Regions from separate parts of the Mus musculus genome. Here region 1 is linked to region 2. Evidence: chromatin contacts called from public HiChIP or PLAC-seq data. All regions are on one chromosome and are shown on one strand. The core of a region is the stretch at or near the end of the contact, and the rest is flanking DNA. Distances in the headings are between cores, read along the strand shown.

The links. HiChIP or PLAC-seq counts read pairs in DNA pulled down with a chosen protein or histone mark.
Region 1: a contact with region 2 is called in a FOXA1 HiChIP or PLAC-seq map of pancreatic cancer cells. The contact joins the promoter of Unc13a here to the promoter of Pde4c in region 2.

Annotation. Positions count from the first base shown.
Region 1 is chr8:71,670,435-71,673,475 of GRCm38.p6, forward strand. It overlaps Unc13a (unc-13 homolog A), which reads right to left and starts at 1,323. Exons shown (of 44, transcript NM_001029873.2): 1 at 1,192-1,323. The coding sequence starts at 1,213.
Region 2 is chr8:70,722,464-70,725,415 of GRCm38.p6, forward strand. It overlaps Pde4c (phosphodiesterase 4C, cAMP specific), which reads left to right and starts at 1,601. Exons shown (of 17, transcript NM_001310465.1): 1 at 1,601-1,754; 2 at 2,052-2,104. The coding sequence starts at 2,063. It overlaps Gm34255 (a long non-coding RNA gene), which reads right to left and starts at 2,065. Exons shown (of 3, transcript XR_379077.3): 1 at 1,929-2,065; 2 at 808-1,171. Gm3336 (predicted gene 3336) reads left to right here. Exons shown (of 4, transcript NM_001195253.1): 4 at 1-172.

The DNA of each region.
Region 1 (3,041 bases), core at 73-2,572, 950 kb after region 2:
TTCAGTACAAATGTCTCCTGGGCCTGGCTTTCTGGAAGCCTCCTTTCTTAGGCTGCACGCCCTCCACCCCCACAGCTGAGCCTCCGGTTTGCGTCAGAGTTGGGGTGACGCGCCCCCCCCCCCCCGCCCCAGGAGGCAGGATGGGAGGACACGGGATTCAGGGAGCTCCCGAGGTGAGGATCCCCTTCACGTTCAGCTCCGCTTACTTCCCAGGTCTGGAAGCCGCGGATACCCAGTAATCCTGGGCAGTCGGAACCTTCGAGGCACAGGGTCAGAGAAAAGAGTTCCTGCTCCTTTAAGAACACCCGCGTCCAACAGACTAGAGCGATGCACCGCGGGGCGCGGGCGGGCTGGGCCGGGTTTGTGAATGGAGCAGCGAGCGGAGGGGGAGGGGGGGACAGGGAGGGGGAGGGGCAGAGGGGCGGGGCCATCTAGGGCTACACAGCCGCGGAGCTCAAATCCGCACACCGCCGCCCAGGTCTCCCGCCGCCTGGGTTCTGAGGGGATGGAGACTCGCCCTCTTCCTTACACAGCTTCCTGGAGGTGGGAAGGGGAAAGGGAGTAGGGGGTTCACCCCCCACCCTCCAAACCTAGAGCTCACAACGGTATCGGCACGCATCGCTACATGGCCAGTCGGTCGCCCAAGGTCTCCCGCTGTAGAGTTACCTGGCAGCCGTGCCTAGCCCCACCCGGAACTTCGAGGGGTGCAGGGGTCACACCTCTCCCGTTATTCCCTCCCTACTCTCCAAATGCGGAGCGTGGGCCTGGGCGTGGGCCTCGGTGCAGATGGCGTTTTGGCCCCAAAATAGCTGCTCCCCCACATCTCCTTCCCTTCCTCCAGCCCTAGGGGTGAGGCGAAGAGGGAGCCACGAGCTTCCGCGGAGCCTGCTGCACTGTTTAGGGCATACTGGGGATCGGAGAGGTTGCTCCTACGCTCAGTCCGGGCCCATTACCCCTAAACGCCCCACCCTCGCGCGCACGGTCCGCCGTCTCCTCAGCCCCAACCAGGGCCTATAAACCGTCTACACAGGCGCCCCGAGTCCCTCATCCACTCGTGTGAGTGACAGGAAGAGCACCTAGGGCTGATCCAAGTGCGCCCTGAAGCGCGCACCGGGGGTCCCCCTGCTGTGCAGCCCGACTCGGCTCATCCACGCACACCCCGCACTTTTCCCGCGTCCACGCAGAACCTACCTCCCACGCACAGCAGAGACATGACTCCAGGCGGCTAGAGCGCGGCGGGTGCAGCGCGGGGCTCAGGGCTTATGCCGGGGCCCGGCCGCCGGCCATGTCGCTTCAGCACCGGGGGCGCGGACAGCGCCTGACGCGCTCTGACGCTGCGGCGTGGGCGGAGCCGGAGACGCGTGACGGGGCGGGGCCGGGCAGACGCCTTAAAGGGCTCGTAAACTGCGGGGAGTCCAGGCCAGGTCGTATCTGTTTCAAAGCCCTTTGCTTTCTGGCTCAGCCTCGATGAGTATTTCTGTCCGTGCTCCACCTACCTAGGTCTCCACGTTTCTATTTCCTCTCTGAGCCACCTAACCTGTGCTCTTGTTTTACATTCTCCTGGGTAACAGAACTGCTATTTGCTGTCAATTCCCCATCTTCAGTGCCGCAGGAAGCTGTTTGTTTATTGGTTTTTTTGTTTGTTTTTTAATCCGGGTACTGACACTTGCGAGACATGTGCCTTACCTTCCCCGTATGAGGCATATACTCTACCACAGGCACATATCTCTGCCCATTTTATAACTTTACTTCTTGCGGGCCATGGACGTAATAGATCTCTGCGAGTCTGTGGCCATCCTAGTCTGCATAGTGAGATTCTATCTCTAAAAACCAAAACAAACAAAAAACACACGTTTATTGGGTCTGGAGAGCTGCCCAGAGGTTAAGAGCACCAGCTGGTCTTCCAGAGACCCCAGCCTTCTGTTCCTCGCACCCACATGGTAGCTCCCAACCATCCACAGACATGCACAGAAAGCAAAATAAATCTAAAATTTTTTTTATACATTACATTGTTTATGTGTGTAGAAATGAGGCACACACATATCACAGCGCCCATGGAGATCAGAAGGCAACTTTCCAGACTTGATTCTCTTTCCACTATGTGGGTTCCAGGAATAGAATTCATGGCTTCAGGCTTGGCAGGAGGAGCTCACTGGGATATTGTGCAGAGCTTCTTGATTTTTTTCCATGTGTGGAATGTGTGTGTGTGTGTGTGTGTAAGACAGAGTTTGCATGTGCCTGTGTGTGCATGTGAGTATGTTTGTGTGTGTCCATGTGTCTGTGTGTGTGAGTGTGTCTGTATGTGTCTATGTGAGTGTGTTTGTGCTTGTGTGTCTGTGTCTGTATAAGTGTGTGTGTATGAGTGTGTCTGTATGTGTTTATGTCTGAGTGTGTGTTTGTGTATCTGTGTGTCTGAGTGTATGTGTCTGTATCTGATAGTGTGTGTGTATGTGAGTGTGTCTGAGCACACACACCTGTGCATGTAAGCCCAGTGAACAACCCTGGATGCTGTTCCTCATGCACAGGTCACTTATTCATCATTGTAGCTGTTGGTAGCAGTGTCTTACTGGCCCTAAGCTCACAGCTTAGACTGGCAGCTCCTGGAGAAGGGCCTGGAGGTATGTATCAGCAGCTCCTCCTGTAGGCTTTGGAGACAGAATGGCGGCCACCCTGGCACCTCCACTTCCCTTAGGCACCTCAGGAGCATGGTAGCTACCCAGCCATCTTCACAGCCCTCTGCTGCTCTAATTAAAATTTATTTGCATTTATTTTACATTTGTGACTGTTCTGCTTGTATGTCTGTGTCCCACCTCAGTGCTTGGTGCCCACACAGGCCAGGAGAGGGTGTCAGGTCACTGACACAGGGGTTGCAGTGGTGCTGAGCCACCTTGTGGGTGCTAGGAATCAAACTTGGGTCCTCTGGAGGAGCCAGTACTCCTAACCACTGAGATGCTCAATTCCCCTGCCCCCTTCCCCCTTTGCAGAGTGACCTTCATGCTTGCTCACATGCTGAGCTAATTATGTGTTGGTGTAAATTCTAG
Region 2 (2,952 bases), core at 351-2,850:
TCTGCTTTTCAGGGGACCAGGGTTCTGTTTCCAGCACCCACATGTAAGCAACCCCAGTCCCAGGGGTCCCGTGGCCTCTTTTGCCCTCTGCAGTCGTCAGGCTCACAGGTGACACACAGACATACACGCAGGCAAAACACATTAAAAAATAAAACTAAATAAGCATAAACTGAGTAAAGTCTCACGATTCAGAGCTGCTTCCTGACTCTCGGGTTGAGTACCTCTTTGCCTTAATCCGGAGTCACACTGTTAACCCCGAGTCTGCTTTCAGGGGGGATGACAATCAGAGCATGTCATTTCAGGGTCAGAGGACAGGGCTGCTGTCCTCACCCCCCCCCCCCCCAGCCAGGACCTGTGTGACCCAGTGTCCTGGCAGGACAGAGGCCACTATCCAAGGAACTGGAAGACCTAACCTAACGGGAGGCAGCCTGGGGAAAGCTACAAATCCACATGACTTAAGAAGCCCACCCAGGGCCGGGCGTGGTAGCGCACTTGGGAGGCAGAGGCAGGTGGATTTCTGAGTTTGAGGCCAGCCTGGTCTACAAAGTAAGTTCCAGGACAGCCAGGGCTATACAGAGAAACCCTGTCTCAAAAAACAAACAAACAAACAAACAAAAAACAAAAAAACAAAAAAACAAGTGAGTTCCAGGACAGCCAGGGCTATACAGAGAAACCCTGTCTCGAAAAACCAAAAAACAAAAAAAAGCCCACCCAGAGCAAGTACCCAGGGCAAGTACTCAGGGCACGAAAAGGCCCTACAGTAGGAGAGGCATGGGCCTATTTCCTGATGAAGACATCGAGGCCTACCTGGCCGTGAAGTGAAGAGGGGTCTTCTGACTGCTGGAAGGATCTGAGTTTTCCAGCAATCTTCAAAACCTTGGGGCAGGAGGTACCAAGTGGGCTGTGCAGAGGTCACGGGGAGGAAGGAGCTGGCTGCCTCAGCTCCTCTCTGCACACCCTGCTCTCCACCACTCCCTCAGTGGCTCAGGCTCCAGTCTGGTAACCCTTCAGACAGCCGACTTTAGGGTGAGACAGGACCCACTCTTCAGTACAGGTGAGGGTGTCTCCCTCGTTGCTATGATGTTTGACAGCAGATTGAAGTGACCTCCACCCACAGCAGGTCACGCTCTGATGACCACTGGAGTAGGTGGTGAGAGGTCTCCTGGCCTGTCTGTGGGGGAGGGGTGTAGGGTGAAACATTAACTTGCTTCACAGCCACAGACTGGAGTGGCCTCAAGATCTCCTAGGCCCAGGCCACATTCCATCTTCCAGTCCCAGCTCCCTGGCTTTCCCACTTCTGACTGCAGCTCTAACTTGTGGGTAAGGTTTGACCAGAGAGTGTCATCAGCTGCCTGGACCAGCACAGCATAGCAGAACAGCTTTCCTAAAGCCTTGGGGTGCCTTGATTGGTACCCCAAAATACTAACGTAATGCCTCAGTCTCAGGCTATTTCTGTCCTCTGTCAGGTGTAAACACATTAACAAGTAAACCTTTGCCTGGCCACTCACCCCTCTCCTCCCCTCCCCCTCAGCCCTGTTTTGGTCACACACTTGGGCACACACACACACCTCCCTGCCCTTGTGGTCACTCTGCCCTTACCCCCTCCTCCAGTCCCGAGGGTGCCTCCTGGCTCGGGTCTAGTCTGGTGCTCAGTTAAAGAACCCAGCTGGGAGTGGGATAGGACCGTCTGTCCTCTGCTCCTGGGAGGTCACAGAGCACACTCACAGCGCAGGTCCCCACAGGAGCAGCTGGAAGTGAGTACCACACCTGTGTCAGTGTGAGAAGGCCTACCTCTCATGAAACTCGGCTCTCAGAAACCCCACAAAGCGCAAGAGTCCCTCCGGGCGCTGAACGGTTCTCCTAGGTGACCTGGACCCAGGATTCTAGTCCCTAGGGCTGGCCAGGGTAGGGAGCTTGGGCGGGAGTACCTGCAGCAGCCTCGCCAGGCAGCTGTGACTTCGCTGCCTTGCTGATGTGGCTCTGGGCTCTGGGGGCGTGGGGTGGCCCAGCAACTGGCTGGGACCTGGTCTCACTGATCCCTGTCATCACAGAAGCCTGCACCATGAGGCGGAGTGGCACGGCCCTGTCCTTCCTGTGGACTGAGGTGAGTAGGCCGGGACTGGGCTCAGTGCAGGAGCTGGGGACTGAGGTCCCTGCTCTGAAAAGGGACAATGAGGCTCCCTGAGCCCAGGGCCTGAATGCAAGATAAAAGTCATTTTAAAGATTTGTTTGTTTGTTTATTTACTTATGAGTACACTGTCGCTATCTTCAGACACACCAGGAAAGGATATTGAATCCCAGTACAGATGGTTGTAGGCCACCATGTGGTTGCTGAGAATTGAACTCAGGACCTCTGGAAGAGCAGCCACTGCTCTTAACCACTGAGCCATCTCTTCAGCCCTAAAAATATTTTTTATTATTTTCTGTATGGGGGTTTCCGCCTGAATGGTTTGTCTGTGTACCGCAGAGGTCAGGGCCCACTCAGGCTAGGAAAGGCCAATCCATGCCCTGAAACTGGAGTTACAGAACCCTGGTCTCCAGCTGCCATTGCTGGAATCACTGAGCCATCTCTCCAGACCCCTCTACCTTCATTTGTTTTAGATTTATGGTTCCTCTGTGTCTCTCTGTCTCTCTCTGCCTCTGTGTGTGTGTGTGAGAGAGAGAGAGAGAGAGACAGAGAGACAGAGAGACAGAGACAGAGAGATTTTTTTTCGATTTTTTTTCCTTTCAATGTGACAGGGTCTTACGTAGCCCAGGCTAGCCTCGAACTTTGACTGCAACCAAATATGACGTTCTAATCCCTATGCCTCCAGCTCCACCTCCTAAGCTCTGGAACCCAAAGTGAAGGGAGGGCTGTTGCCTGTTCTGTGTGCTGCTGGGGATGGAGCCCAGGGCTCTGTGCTAGGCAAGGAGGGTGGGCAGCTGTGAGTGCTTGGACCAGTGTCTGAGCCA